2 separate regions of the Mus musculus genome follow, and region 2 is linked to region 1. The links are chromatin contacts, called in public promoter capture Hi-C maps. All regions are on one chromosome and are shown on one strand. Each heading gives the region's core, a stretch centred on a gene start, on an enhancer-like site or on the middle of the called end of the contact. The rest is flanking DNA. Distances are from core to core; before and after follow the strand shown. Region 1 holds the start of Zfp598 (zinc finger protein 598). Region 2 holds the start of Ntn3 (netrin 3).

Evidence for each region. Promoter capture Hi-C pulls out the DNA fragments that hold promoters and counts their contacts.
Region 2: a contact with region 1 is called in a promoter capture Hi-C map of liver, with 2.2 times the contacts expected there. The contact joins the promoter of Ntn3 here to the promoter of Zfp598 in region 1. A contact is called at or near these places in 5 of 39 promoter capture datasets (hippocampal neurons, liver, pre-B cells and 1 more), 1 of 484 Hi-C or Micro-C datasets (liver), 2 of 115 datasets of contacts at active chromatin or transcription factors (bone marrow-derived macrophages and pancreatic cancer cells) and 1 of 9 other capture datasets (liver).

Annotation. Positions count from the first base shown.
Region 1 is chr17:24,665,604-24,672,703 of GRCm38.p6, reverse strand. It overlaps Zfp598 (zinc finger protein 598), which reads right to left and starts at 3,017. Exons shown (of 12, transcript NM_183149.2): 1 at 2,731-3,017. The coding sequence starts at 2,946.
Region 2 is chr17:24,206,698-24,214,347 of GRCm38.p6, reverse strand. Ntn3 (netrin 3) reads left to right here and starts at 4,961. Exons shown (of 6, transcript NM_010947.3): 1 at 4,961-6,289; 2 at 6,361-6,549; 3 at 6,633-6,782; 4 at 6,905-6,955; 5 at 7,066-7,140; 6 at 7,401-7,650. The coding sequence starts at 5,362.

The sequences.
Region 1 (7,100 bases), core at 1,768-4,267:
AGCAAGCAATCTTTAAATTAAGAAAGAAATTATTATTTTATGCATATATATTTCTGTGTGTATGTTTATGCACAACACTAATGTTAGGTGCTCACAGATGTTAGAAACAGGTATGGTGGGAGCCCAAAAGGGACAGGAGCAGAGAGCCTTTGGAAAGGCCAGGAATCCCAGCCCTTAGGAGGCAGAAACAGGTAGATCCCTGCGAGTTCCAGGCCAGTCTGTGTACATAGTGAGACTGTCTCAGAAAAGGAAGAAGAGTGGGAGGGACCAGATGACAGACAAGCATTCACAACAGAAAATGCCATTGCATCATCAGGTCCAGCCTGCCGACCTGGGCCTTGGAATAACCCTGGGAAGGCCCTCCGCATTCCCCTCCCACTTCCTGCTTGTGGGTGGGGGTGTGGCCCGTCCAGAGACGGGCAAGTTGGAGAGCAACAGGATGAGAAAATGGCTCTAGAGAGATGTGTCCAGAGGAACACAAGAAGTACCTAAAGAAAGACTGAGCACAGACCTCTCCACTACTCAGCACAGGAGCCTCACACCACATGGCAGCCCACCTAAGCTGCACACTGAAGAGTCCAATTGCCCTGGCTCTTCACCAGACCAGCAGTTTCAAACTTGTATACCGTCTCTGTACTACACCCAGACCGCCCCCTACCCGAAGCCTATACAAGGTGTCACAGCAAAGGAAACTGGCCCTTCAACACATTTGTTTTGTTTAAGGCAGTTTCTGTCCAAACTCATTCTGTAGACCAGGCTTGGCCATGAACTCAGAGATCTGCCTGCTTGTGCTACAGAATGCTGGGATTAAAGGTGTGTGCCACCCCCATCCAGCTTTATATAACATCTTAACAAACATCCCTCCTAATTTTTAGTCACATGAAGGGACTAAGTCATTGTGGAATTCTGGAATTCAGGACATATTCAAAGGGTAATACAAGACTCAGTAAGGGACAAGGGTGAAGGCGCTAGGTTACAAGTGGAGGGAATCAGGATAAACGGTGAGGCTGAGCTGGACAGCTACCATCTCACCCCACTTCCCAAAGAGCTCCTGCTGCCCAGCATGGTGGTACAAGTCTAAGAGGACGCCCAGGCTTAGCCAGGGGCACAGAGTGTCAAACCACATCCCAGCCAGGGCAAGCTAACAGCTCATGTCAAAAGCCCCTGCCACAGAGCTCTTAGAGGTGTGAGGCTCAGGAAGACTGAGGGAGGGCAGACACTGGCTACAGCTGACATATGTATGTATGTTCACTCACTTCCTGAGTGAGACCCAGAGCCCAGGCCAGGACGACGTACATAAGGACCTACAAAATGTCTCCCTTCCTAGAAGGAAGCTACAGGTATGTGTGCTCAAAACCCGTGTCAGACCTTCCCATCAGCGTGTGCACGACTGGCCAGCAAAGCCCCAGCAAGACCCTGAGTAGGACACCAGCCAAAAGCTTCCAGAGATGTTTCTAAACCCCAGATCTCATCCAGTAGGGTAAGGCTCCTTCCACCACACTATGTCTGGGGTCTTCTAGTCCCTCTTCCCCAGTATGACATAGATGCTTAGGGAATGTTCCAGATTCCAGCTGAGTCTTTTGACATAAATATCAAGAAAGAAAAGCTGGGTGTGCTGGGTATGGTGGAGAATGACCTAGCCCTCAGGAGGTAGAGGCAGGTGGATCTGTGTGACTTCAAGGCCAGTCTGGTCTAGAGAATGAGTTCCAGGACTGCCAGAGCTACAGGCCCTGTCTCAAATACGGGATATGGTGGTGCACTGCCTTTAATCTCAGAAATCAGGAGGCAGATACTGGTTCTACATAACAAGTTCCAGGCCAGCCAGGACTACATAGTGAGACCCTATCTCAACGAGAAAGAAAAAGGTCAGAAAGAAAAGAAAAAAAAAAAAAAAAACTCAAAATTTTGGCATCATTTCTATCTCTGCATCACTTCTAAGAACAGGAAAGGGTGATTCCCTGGCAGAAGCCACTAGCCAAAACCTTCCACGAACCAACCAAGGTAATTTCACAATTCTGGAAGCAAACAGATCTCTACGGGCAGCAAACCAAGGGAGGTTCAGCTGGATACTCCCCATCAAAGGCTGGCATTGCTGGAGTCCTCTGACCCCCTTCGGGATTTCCAAGTCTAGACAGCCAGAAACATCCTCTTCCCACCACTCTGGAAGGAAGCCTCAAAGCTAGAACTAGTAACGAGGAGGAAAACTTCCTAAAATTGTGGACCACCAAGCACCTAGGAATCAGGTCCTGGTATCACCTCCACTCTACAAATGGAAACGCTGTCTCAGGAGCTAAGGATCACCGGTGGGGCCCAGAAGCCCAACTAGTCTGGAAATGTCCAGTTTAACCCTTTTTTTCCAGAGCAGTCAGCTTCCAGAATAGACAGTGTCTGGAGGTTCCCCCTGGCTGTCTGCTCCTCCTCAGTGACGATCCCGAAAAAATTAAGATTCACAGACAGGAGGGCTCTCGACCTGACCTTGCCCTTCCCGCAGCCAGGTCATAGGGAAAAGTCCCCAGGCTTAGAGTTCCCACAGACATCGCTCCTCCTTCCCCAGCCCGGCCGCCTCTGGCTTCTCCCAGCCCCAGGAGGCCCGGTGATCGCATGGCGCCCCGACCGACCACCCGGCCTCCGGAGGGAGCGGGTGAGGCCAGGCCGCGGCCGGACACCGAGCAGGCAAAGCCATCAGGAGTCCGCCCTCCCCGCGCCCCGTCGCGCGCCCCGCTGGCGCACCTGGCGCAGCTCCTCGCGGCACACGGCGCAGTAGCGCTGCTCGCACAGCACCCGCATCTTGGTAGAGCACCGGTAGCACACCGGGTGATCGCAGCGGCCCAGCGCCGTAGCCTCCAGGTCACCGCAGCACAGCACGCAGCTCCCGCCGCCCCGCTCCGGCGCTGCCACCGCCTCCAGAGCCGCGCGCCGCCCCTCGGCGCCCGCCGCCGCCGCCATGGCCGGGCTCCGGCCCCCTCCTGGCCGGCGCGGCACAGCGCGGCCTGGCTCCCGGCGGACCCGCCCCTTCCGTCGACGTCACTGCCCTCAGGCAACCGCCCGCCTGGCGGAAGTGCGCACTGCGACTTCCGCCCGGGCCTGGTGTTGTACAGAGCTGCCATTCGCTCATGACTGCTGCTCAAGCCTTTCCAGTCATTTAAATGCGGAGTCTCTCCGCCTTCGCCGACGCAAGCTCTGGAAACGCCGGAGGAGCTACAGGGTTTCCAGCATCATTTCCGATAAAACACGAACTGTGGTTTGTTTTTCGAGACAGGGTTTCTCTGTGTAGCCCTGGCTGTCCTGGAACTCACTCTGTACACCAGGCTGGCCTCGAACTCAGAAATTCGCCTGCCTCTGCCTCCCAAGTGCTGGGATTAAAGGCATGCGCCACTATGCCCGGCTCGATCAGTCTTAAGCTAAGTATCACACAAACATTACTTGGACGTAGTATGTAGTATGTTTGTATCTTAAATGCAAATTTCACTGGATGTCCTGGGAACATAGCTTAGTGGCAGAGACTTGCCTACCGTGCCTAGGTTCCATTCCCAGCACAAAATACATACATAAGTAATTCAGCTAGTAATGACTGAATCCGACAAATTTTTAGGAACCTTTCTATAGCCCTGCACCTCTCTTGTGTTTGGAACATAAGCCTCTGACATCAGGACATCCAGACATTCTCACCCAATCCCACTAGAGAAGGGACCTCGTGTTTTCTTGGTTGTAAGACAGACACATCCAGCCAGACATAGTATGTAGGAAAGGGAAGCACCCAGAGGTGCTTGAGTGGATAGTAGTGAACCGGAGGCTTCAAGTCTGCAGCTGTTGGGCGGTCTCCGGATTTCTGATGAAGCGAGATGGGTCCAAATCTGAACCCTTTCTAGAAAGAGTCAGTATATTGTGTGTGTGACCCCAGAGTGCCTATGGCTAGCTAGAATCAGAAATGACTTAAACCCCTAATCCTGGTACCTAGACTTACATGCTTCTGAACTAGGTTGCCCCACTGAAGCCTATAACCTCATTTGTAAAACTGGGGTCGCCATACCAACTATGTAAAGCAGACCGGGCTACATTTGCCATCTTCGGACAGATAGGGGGATTTACCTTTCTTAGGCAACTGGGCAGGGCTAAGTATTGTTAAAATGACAGGGTGTGGTCACATACCTTTCATCCTAGCACTCACAGGCATAGACTTTGTAAGTTTTGAAGTCAGCCTGGTCAACATAGTTTCAGGCCAGCCATGGCTACGTAGAAGTGAGACACTGTCTCAAAAAAAAAAAAATCTGTTAAAATGGAGGACTGGAGAGATGGCTCAACAATTAAGAGCACTAGCTTTTCTTGCAGAAGTCCTAGGTTCAATTCCCAGCACCACATGAAGGCTCACAACCAGTTCCAGGAGGTTTAATATCTTCTGGTCTCTGAGGGCACCAGGCACACACGTGGTACACAGGCAGGAAAGCAAAACACGTCCATAGAAAATAAAAATAAATTTTAAAAAATGAAAACATTTCTGTTAAGATGACAATTGAATGTTAATGATAAGCTCGTTAGATGCTGATGGCAAGTACTTTATTGTCCCAGTTTGTGCAAATAAGTACAGGCTGAGGGATGGTGAATGTGGCTTCCTAATTGACAGCTTTTGGCCTCACCCTTTGCTGCCCTGGCTTTTTTTTTAGTCAGCCAGCCAGCCAGACTACCCATCTGCCACCATTCTGAACACTCCTTAGACACCTGAGAAAACAACGCAGTGAACAGAGTTGATTATCCCTCTCCTAAAGGCACAGCCTCAATCAGAGAGCTGTTTGAAACAGTTCACACCAGACTTTTTTTTTCTTTTTTTTCCGAGACAGGGTTTCTCTGTGTAGCTCTGGCTGTCCTGGAACTCACTCTGTAGACCAGGCTGGCCTCAAACTCAGAAATCCCCTTGCCTCTGCTTCCCAAGTGCTGGGATGGATTAAAGGTGTGAGCCACCACTGCCCGGCTACACCAGACATTTTTAAACCTACACACCTGGAACTCTAGATGACCCTGTAGTCATCTCAGGCTAGAAAGGAGGACTATTTCCCATGATTGGCCAGCAGAGGGCCTACTGTGACTGAGGAGACAAGGCTGTGATTGGCATAAACATTCTCTAGCCAGGTAAGCAGACTGGCTGTTCCAGCTCAGGCCGTGAGTCACGCGAAAGCTCTCCTCTCCTACCTCTTGTGTTGCCGGTTTAGATTTAGTAAAAGGCATCTCTACAGGGGTTTTTCTTGCCTGTTTTTTTTTTTTTTTGGGGGGGGGGGTTCGAGACAGGTTTTCTCTGTATAGCCCTGGCTGTCCTGGAGTTCACTTTGTAGACCAGGCTGGCCTCGAACTCAGAAATCCGCCTGCCTCTGCCTCTGCCTCCCGAGTGCTGGGATTAAAGGCGTGCGCCACCACGCCCAGCTCTTCTTGCCTGTTTTTAATAGAGCTGACTGAATTGGTAGCATGAGAAAGAGCAGATGAGTAGCTGTGGTACTGTGACAGCACAGCTGCCCAGCACATTGGGAAATGCACAGTCATGCAGTCCATGGTTTGACAGGTCAGAGGGGAACTGCATGCAAACATTTTGCTTCACAGATTCATAAAGAGCCTGTAGGATAAAAGACAAATGGATGCAGACAGTGGTGACAGGCACATCTCTTCTGAGTCGGAGGCCAGCCTGATCTACAGAGAGAATTCCAGGACAACCAGGGCTACACAGAGAAACCCTGTGTCTCAAAAAACAAAACGAAACAAAACCAGAAAGACAAATGACCCAGGCTTGATCTACACGAGCTCTTGGACACCCAGGGCCATGTAGAGAGATCTGGGTAAAAACAAAATGTACCAAAAAAAAAAAAAACAAACAAACAGACAGACAAACAAACAAAAAAACACAACAACACAACCGTAAAAGAGACTGAAAGAGCCAAAGGAAGCACGAAGGACTCCCTAGACAACAGCAAATATCAAGGGAAACCCTTGCCTGGCAGTGGTGGCACATGCCTTTAATTCCAGCAGTTGGGAGGCAGACGAAGGTGGATTTCTAAGTTCAGGCCAGCCTGGTCTGCAGAGTGAGTTCCAGGACAGCCAGAGCTACACAAAAAAACCCTGCTCCCCCCCCCCCAAAAAAAAAAAGAAAGAAAAGAAAAGAAGAAGAAGAAGGGAAGCCCTCTTGGAGGGGTTAGGAACTAGACCAGTGCTTGCTGTGTGATACTCCCCACCACGGTGACAGTGGACTAAGCCTCTGAAACTGTAAGCAAGGGCCAATTAAACACTTCCTTTTGGGGGCTGCAGAGAAATGGCTCAGCAGTTAAGACCTCTTCCAGAAGTCCTAAATTCAATCCCAACAACCACATGGTGGCTCACAACCATCTATAATGGGATCCGATGCCTTCTTCTGGCACTGGGGTGTACAGATAGAGCACCCATTCAAAATAAATTAAAAGTAAACACTTTTTTCTTTTCAAGACAGGGTTTCTCTGTATAGCCCTGGCTGTCCTGGAACTCACTTTGCAGACCAGGCTGGCCTCGAACTCAGAAATCTGCCTGCCTCTGCCTCCCGAGTGCTGGAATTAAAGGCGTGTGCCAAGCCCGTTCCCTTGCCTGTGTTTTCTCTGGATAGTATGTAGGAACAGTGGGAATCTCATCCATTCATGCGCGTCACTAATTAGATGACGAGGCATTTGGCTACCTTAAGAGAGTCATAGTTACTCCTGCCGTTTACCCGGGCTTCATTGAATTTCTTCACTTTGACATTCGGAGCACAGGGCAGAAATCACAGCAATGGGACACTAGGACACTGAGCATTGTGTGGGGTTGGTGTGGTGGCTCAGCAGGGACAATGCTGAAGAACTGAGGTCAGTCCTTGGAACCTATAAAGATCTGCATGCTTGCGTGCCTCTTATTCCTCTAAGTGTTAAGGCAGCGAGACCACTCAGGGTCAGCAGATGGCAGGTTCTCTCTCTCTCTCTCTCTCTCTCTCCTCTGTTTTTTGTTTGTTTGTTTGTTTGTGACAGGGTTTCCCTGTGTAACAGCCTTAGCTATCTGCCCTGGAACTCACTTTGAAGACCAGGGTGACCTTTAATTCACAGAGATTCTCCTGCCTCAGT
Region 2 (7,650 bases), core at 3,712-6,211, 460 kb after region 1:
AAATAATAGGTTTAAATATGTGAATGTGGGTGCCTATATGGAAATGTGCACCTGGTGTGTGTACCTGATACCTGCAGAAGCCAACCAAGTTACAGTTGGTTTTGAGCTGCCACAAAGATGTTGGGGACAAAACCTGGGTCCTCTACAAGAGCACCAGGTGCTCTTAACTGCTGATCCCTCTTTCCAGCTCCTAGACTTTTTGTTAAAACACTTTAGCTGATCATTATGTCCAACACCTTTAATCCCAGTACTTCAGAAACTGAGGCAGGTCTATCTCAATGGGTTTAAGGCCAACTGGGTCTATATATTAAGACCCTGTCTCAGAAGAATTGTTTTTAATGCAGGTGTATAACACCTCTGTACAGTTTCCCAGAAGCTCCAAAAGAGAGCATCGGCTCCCCCGTAGCTAGAATTAAAGGCTGCAGATGAATGCTGGAAGCAGAATTTGGGGCCTTTTGAAGATTAGCAAGTGTTCTTTTTGTTTGTGTGTTTCTTAGGGTCTTTCTATGTAGCCTTCATTGGCCTGGAACTCAGGTTGGATTCACTGAGACCCAGCTGTCTCTCCCTCCTGAGAACTGGGATTAAAGGTACTGAGATAAAGTACCACTATGCCCCTAAGCAAGCATTCTTTCTTCTTCTTCTTTTTTTTTTTTTTTCTTCCTTTTAATGGTTTTTCGAGACAGGATTTCTCTGTGTAGCCCTGGCTGTCCTGGAACTCACTTTGTAGACCAGGCTGGCCTCGAACTCAGAAATCTGCCTGCCTTTGCCTCCAGAGTGCTGGGATTAAAGGCGTGTGCCACCACGCCCGGCTCTAAGCAAGCATTCTTAGCCACTAAGCCATTTCTTCAGTCCCACGTCCCAGATTTTTGTTTTGTCTTGTTGAGACAGGATCTCACTGTGTAGCTCAGCCTGCTCTCCAACTCCTAGCTCTCCTGTCTGTTTCACAAGAGCTGGGATTTTAGTTTATTTTAAGAGGACTTAGCCATATCCCAAGCATTTCTTCCAGCTGGCTACTAGACTCGTGTTTATACAGCTCTGGAGCCTCACCAAACTGGGGAGAGGACAGGAACCTTTCACAGAGAAAAATAGCCTTTATCACAAGGGACACGAAGTGTGCATGAGAGTAAACCTGGCCTTAGGAGAGCCAGGTGAGGTCTGTAGGTGAAGGGAGTGAAGTAGATAATGGTTAAGAACCTTACTCTGGTTTCCAGCAGAAGGTCCTTCTTGCAAAGAAAAGTCTTTACAAAGGTCAGTCCTGCCGACCAAATTAGTCAAAACAGCCCCAGGTAAGGGCTGGAAGCAAATTAGAGACTGAAGTAGAACATAAAACAAAAAACAAAAAACATGGACTTCTTGGACTGAGAAGTGTCTCCCAGAACAGAACCCAGAACCTTTGAGCCAAGAGAGAAGGCTACTCCACCCTGTCAAGCTAGCTAGCACCCAGCCCTAGCAGAGTGCCCCTGACTAGAACCATCCCTTAGACTAACCAATCAGCCTCCTGCTACCTGGAAAGCTTATGTCCAAGTACTGTGATCTAGAGGAGGCCTTAACCTTACCGACCAATCATTAGCCACCCCAAGATCCCTAGAATTATTCCATTGGTTGGTTCGCTTGCTTGTTCATACTGTCTCAATGTACCAGTGATTGATCCTAAACCTAAGAATGGCAAGGGCATTGTCCACCTCCACCCCCTGACCAAGCTTTGGGAGCTCAGTGGCCCTTGACTACATGACCCTACCTGGTAGTGTCCAGCCGAGTGTTCTAATTGCTCAACACCTGAGAGGTACCCTGGTTGGAGTTAGACGCGGTATTTGAAGGGTTCCATGAAAATAGTGGAAGCACTTTAAATATTACCCAACATCCTGCTTGCCCAATTCCTTGCCAAAGCCAGGAGGAGGCAGTGGAACTCCCAAGCGTCCTGGTGTCGTCACCAAGTTCGGGACCAATTGGCTCTTACGTGGCAGACCAGGATGTGACGTAAGGCTGTGATGGGCATCCTTACCATTGCCACCCCATCTCCACCCCCAAAGCACGGCCACCTAGTCGGAAACATGAGGTCACCAGAGTCCTTGCCTGAGCCCACCCTGCCAGGTCTGGCATCCCCAGAACCCCCTGGAGCCCTCCATGCCCTGTTCTTGGCCACCGGCGGTGCGGGGGGCTCCTGGTCGCGCTGCGGCTTGCCCTTCGGCGCCCTGGCGGTGCTGGCCGGTGCATCTGGCACCGGCATCACCTTCTCGCTGTGCGGGCCCTGCCTGGATCTGGCCCAAAGCATGTCTCTGGCTGCTCTTGGCGTCGGCCTTGGACTCCTGACCGCCACCTTTCTGTGCTGGCGAGCTCGGCGGAGTAAGAGGGCTGGGTTTGTGGAGCAGCGGGAGCCTAAGCCTGTGTGAGGGGCCACCTCCCAGCAAGGTCTGGGCGAGAGGGCTGCATTTCACTGTTGGCAAGACACAGAAGACCCCTCCCTAAACTGTTTATTTCTAAATCCTCATGAAGTAGGGAGGGCTACCAGCCTTTACCCTTCCTCCTTCTTCTACGCCCTTCCCCCTCACACCATCCCTCCACCAACCGGTGCTTTTCAGCTTTTCGTTTTCAACACGGAGAGCTGATTGCTGCCGCCCAGCTGGCCTGACAGTGTGGAAAGGGAGGGGGTTTGCAAAAAGTCTGCGCAAGGAGTGCAGGGCATGGAGAGAGTAAGGGACGAGGTGAGACGGAGAACGTAGACTTGCCAGCCTTCCTCTCTACGTCTGGGCCTATTGAGGCATAATAGGCACTCATACAAGGCAAGGAGAAGTGGTGGCAAGGGTCTGAAGGGGACAGTTGGTCCCGGGCTGGCCAGGGGGTTATTTGAAAGATCAGCAGCCCCCTGAGACCTGAAATTGTCCAACACTATCATCCTCTGCCCCCCTCAACCCAATTGCTGTTATGGATTGGGGTGAGTGTGCAGAGCTTGAGCAGTTGCAGGTGTGAGGCAGGGGTGGGGGGGGGGCTGGGGGGGAAAGGAGGGCGGAACCTCTTTGTTACAGAAAATGCCTGGAGGGGGTAGGGAATCATGAGAGGAGAGGCCTAAGAGGCCTCAATCAGGGGCGGAGGCAGGTGGCTGGGTCCACAGAGAGTTATAAGCAGCTCTTGGAGACTAGAGAAAGCTATCCCAATGCCCAGTCCACCATCTGCAAGAGTAGCCCTGGGGCCAGACAATGTGTGCAAAGGGCAATTCTAGGAAAGAGCTCTGAAGCCCATGCCTCCTCCTTGAAGGGCTGGTGAGGCAATGGCCATTTGAGCTCCTGTCCGGCTCCATCCCTCAGGACCTGATCAATGCAGAGATCACCAGGCACCAACTTCCACCCACATCAGAATCCATCTCATACTCTGCAGACCCCAGCAGTCACAGTTCACAGGGAGCTGAGCTAGAGATAAGGCTTACTTCACTGTTGGCGTGAAAGGCTGTCCCCCTGTCCCACCTCCCATAGTTGTCTGACAGTCTGGGGACTCTAGCATGGGCTTGATGTTCAGAGGACAGCCTGGTTTTCCCCTGAGTCAGCTGTTCTAGAGGAACAAGTGTCCAACACCCTGCCACACTGCTTCTCTCCCGGTGCCTGCCTCTGCCGCAGCCCCTGTGTCCTGGGAAGGGTCCAGGGTTCTTGTTTCACTATTCCTTTCCTGAGAGCTTCTGTTTCTCTCCTTTTTTGTTGTAGGAACACTTTCAGTCCAGAATGCTAGCTCTGAGTATACAGGCATTCTCCCTCATATGGCCTCTCTTACCATCTGCAGGGACTGGCCTGTGGTCAGCCTCCTTTCTGAAACCAGGTAATTGGACCTCAGGACTGCTCCCCCAAGATGGAACTGTATCCCACCCGCTCTTCGTGGAGTCCATGGCAGCCTTGCCTGGTCCGTCAGGGACCAAAGGCAGTGAGTGGTTCCTCTTGGCAAGACCCTCTCAGCCACAGCCCACCTCCAACTTGTACCCCAGCAACTCATCTGGGGCATCTGCCTGTTTTTCTACCCAGATGTACTAGGCTGTAGACGGTCAGGTTCAGGGATTCTGACTCTGGTTTATTTGTGACCAGCCCCTCTCCAGTCGTTAAATCCCACTCCTTACCTTTCCACGAGGGTGGGGGTGGGGTAACAGGTGAACAGACCTTGAACCCCAAGGGACCATCAAATAGGCTGTACTTTGTGCTCAAACTTTCAAGCCCTTCTGGACAATGGGGCTATCCTATGACACAGCTATACCCTGAGACCCAGGAGTGATTTAGATTAAGAGATTGGCTGGATCTCACTGTCCAACCGTGACCTCATCACTTAGCCGCATCCCTAGTGCACCTCGCTTAGGATGATATCTATGTTAGCTCATCAAATGCTCCCAGCAACTCCACAAAGCATGGCAAACAATAGACATTTTGGTGGATGAGGAAACTGAGGAACTCAGGCCACACAGCCAGAAATCCAAACAGCTTGGATTTAAAATAAGACCTGAGTTCTTTCTGCTAGAACAGACTACTGCCTTGGGGATACCTTACAAGAACACCAGCCCCAACTGTCTTCTTCCCCCATTCTGGGGAGCATCCAAGACTTCAAGCTTCAGTTCTAAGGTTGTGCCTGCATGATGGGCCTCTGGGAGGAGTGGCCCAGACCCCAGCCCAGCACGTGGCACCACCCCAGGAGCAGTCAAAGCCTGGCTTCAGGCCGAGGACCCTGCTGGGTGGTCCCTCACGGGCTGTAAGGCTGAGCTGCCCCCTCCCGTAAGCGCATTCCTGGCTCTCCAGCCCCTCCCCCCGGATCGTGGGCCTCCCAGCCCCCTCCCGCGCTGGCCCAGCCTGTGTCTGAATCTGCTTCTGATTCTGGCTGTCGGGACAAGGCCCCCTCCCCTCCTTCCTTCCCGGCCCGAGCAGCTCCGCCCCTGGCTAGGACCAGGCTTGCTCCTGCTGAGCCCCCCACCCCCTTCTGGCACAGCTCCTCTGCTCTCGCTGCAGCCAGGAGAAGCCGGCAGCCCGGGCGCCCCAGGCCCCGCCCGCCCAAGGCCCTTCCCGGGAGGCCGGGAGACCTGCTCCTCCTGGCCCTCCGTGGGTGAGTGCTGGCGGCCGGCGGCGGGTGGGGCCTCCGCGGGCGGAGGCACCGGGAGCGGGGGCGACGCCTGTCAACGCTTCAGGCCTAGCAGGAGGACTCGCCAACATCCCTGCTCCTGTGCTCGGCCCCGGGCGTGCCGGTGGCTGCTCCCACTTCTGGGCCTGTGCTGGGGGCCGCCCTGGTGCTCTGCTATCTTGGCACTGCAGACCCGGCACGCAGAGTAGCGGACTAGGCTCTCTCTTCGAGGGCAGACTCGTTAGGCGGAAGCTGGCTGGTTGACTTACAGCGGCCACGGCCATGCCCACCTGGCTCTGGGGGCTGCTGCTGACCGCGGGCACGCTCTCCGCTGCACTGAGCCCAGGGCTGCCGGCCTCTGCCGACCCCTGCTATGATGAGGCGAGGGAGCCTCGCTCTTGTATTCCTGGCCTTGTGAACGCTGCTCTGGGCCGAGAGGTGCTGGCGTCCAGCACGTGCGGGAGGTCGGCCAATCGCGTCTGCGATTCCTCGGACCCGCAGCGGGCACACTCTGCAGACCTCCTGACCTCTGCTCCGGGCACTGCAAGTCCTCTCTGTTGGCGCTCCGATTTGCTGCAACAGGCACCTTTCAACGTAACCCTCACAGTGCCCCTGGGGAAGGCTTTTGAGCTGGTCTTCGTGAGCCTGCGCTTCTGCTCAGCTCCTCCAACCTCCGTGGCCCTGCTTAAGTCGCAGGACCATGGCCGCAGCTGGGTCCCCTTGGGCTTCTTCTCTTCCAGCTGTACCCTGGACTATGGCCGTCTGCCTGCTCCTGCTGATGGCCCTTCTGGTCCAGGGCCAGAAGCCCTCTGCTTTCCAGCCCCCCAGGCTCAGCCTGATGGTGGAGGCCTTCTGGCCTTCAGTGTGCAGGATGGCAGCCCACAGGGCCTGGATCTGGACAACAGCCCCGTGCTCCAAGACTGGGTGACTGCCACAGATATTCGCATAGTACTCACAAGGCCTGCCATTCAGGGAGACACCAGGGACGGTGGGGTGACAGTCCCCTACTCCTACTCAGCCACTGAGCTTCAGGTGGGAGGTCGATGCAAGTGCAATGGGCATGCCTCACGGTGTCTGTTGGACACCCATGGCCACCTGGTCTGCGACTGCCAGCATGGTACAGAGGGCCCTGATTGCAGCCGCTGCAAGCCCTTCTACTGCGACAGGCCATGGCAGCGGGCTACAGGGCAGGAAGCCCACGCTTGCCTTGGTGAGGCCTTGGAGGGTAGCCTGGGGACTTCTGACCAGGCAGGGCTGCCCCTGACTGACCCTTCCCTGCAGCTTGCTCCTGCAACGGCCATGCGCGAAGATGCCGCTTCAACATGGAGCTCTACCGACTGTCCGGCCGCCGCAGTGGGGGCGTGTGCCTCAACTGCCGGCACAATACAGCTGGTCGTCACTGCCACTACTGCCGGGAGGGCTTCTATCGTGATCCAGGCCGTGTCCTGAGTGACCGTCGTGCTTGCAGAGGTGAGCCTGCCACCTATACACGTTCGTGATTTACTTCCCCAGAACCCCAGCTACAGTTCTGAGCTTATCATTTCTGTCCTCAGCTTGTGACTGCCACCCAGTTGGTGCTGCTGGCAAAACCTGTAACCAGACCACAGGCCAGTGTCCCTGTAAGGATGGTGTTACTGGCCTCACCTGTAACCGCTGTGCCCCAGGTTTCCAGCAGAGCCGTTCTCCTGTGGCACCTTGCGTTAGTGAGTGACCCTGCCCTGTCTCAGTCACCTCAGCCAAAGTCGCATCAGCTACTGACTGTTGTCTGTTCCCTGAGCCTTTCCGTCAGATACCCCATTATAGACTATTCTCCCACACTCCTTAGAGACTCCTGTCCCTGGACCCACCGAAGAAAGCAGTCCTGTGGAGCCACAGGGTGAGTGGACACCAGAGCCCAGACTGGCCTGGGGAAGAGGGCCCTAGCTAAAGCAGACCAGTGTGGGGTAGAGGCATGGGAATCTGCTAGTCTCCACTCTTTCCCCCTAGACTGTGAGTCACATTGCAGACCTGCGCGTGGCAGTTACCGAATCAGCCTGAAGAAGTTCTGCCGGAAGGACTATGGTAGGCTGCCTCACTCCAGCTCTTCCATCTCGCCCCCAGCTCCTTTGAATACCTTGACCCTGGCTGTACTTCAAGGCTCTTTCTTTCCTCGGGTCTCCCACTGATGCGGGCTTTGGCAGCTATGTCTTAAGTGTACCTCCCTCTAGTGGGTGACCTCTTCATGTCTCTCCTAAGCCATTTGGACATTCTATGCTTCTCTATACAGACCCCTCCGGCCCTGCCCCACTTAACCTGATCGCTTTTCCACGCCCCCCCCGCAGCGGTGCAGGTGGCAGTGGGTGCACGCGGTGAGGCCCGCGGCTCGTGGACACGCTTTCCGGTAGCGGTGCTTGCTGTGTTCCGCAGCGGCGAGGAACGCGCTCGACGCGGGAGCAGCGCGCTGTGGGTACCAACTCTAGACGCGGCCTGCGGTTGCCCGCGCCTCCTGCCCGGCCGGCGTTACTTGCTGCTGGGAGGTGGGCCGGGGGCTGCAGCTGGGAGCACAGCGGGCCGGGGACAGGGGCTCAGTGC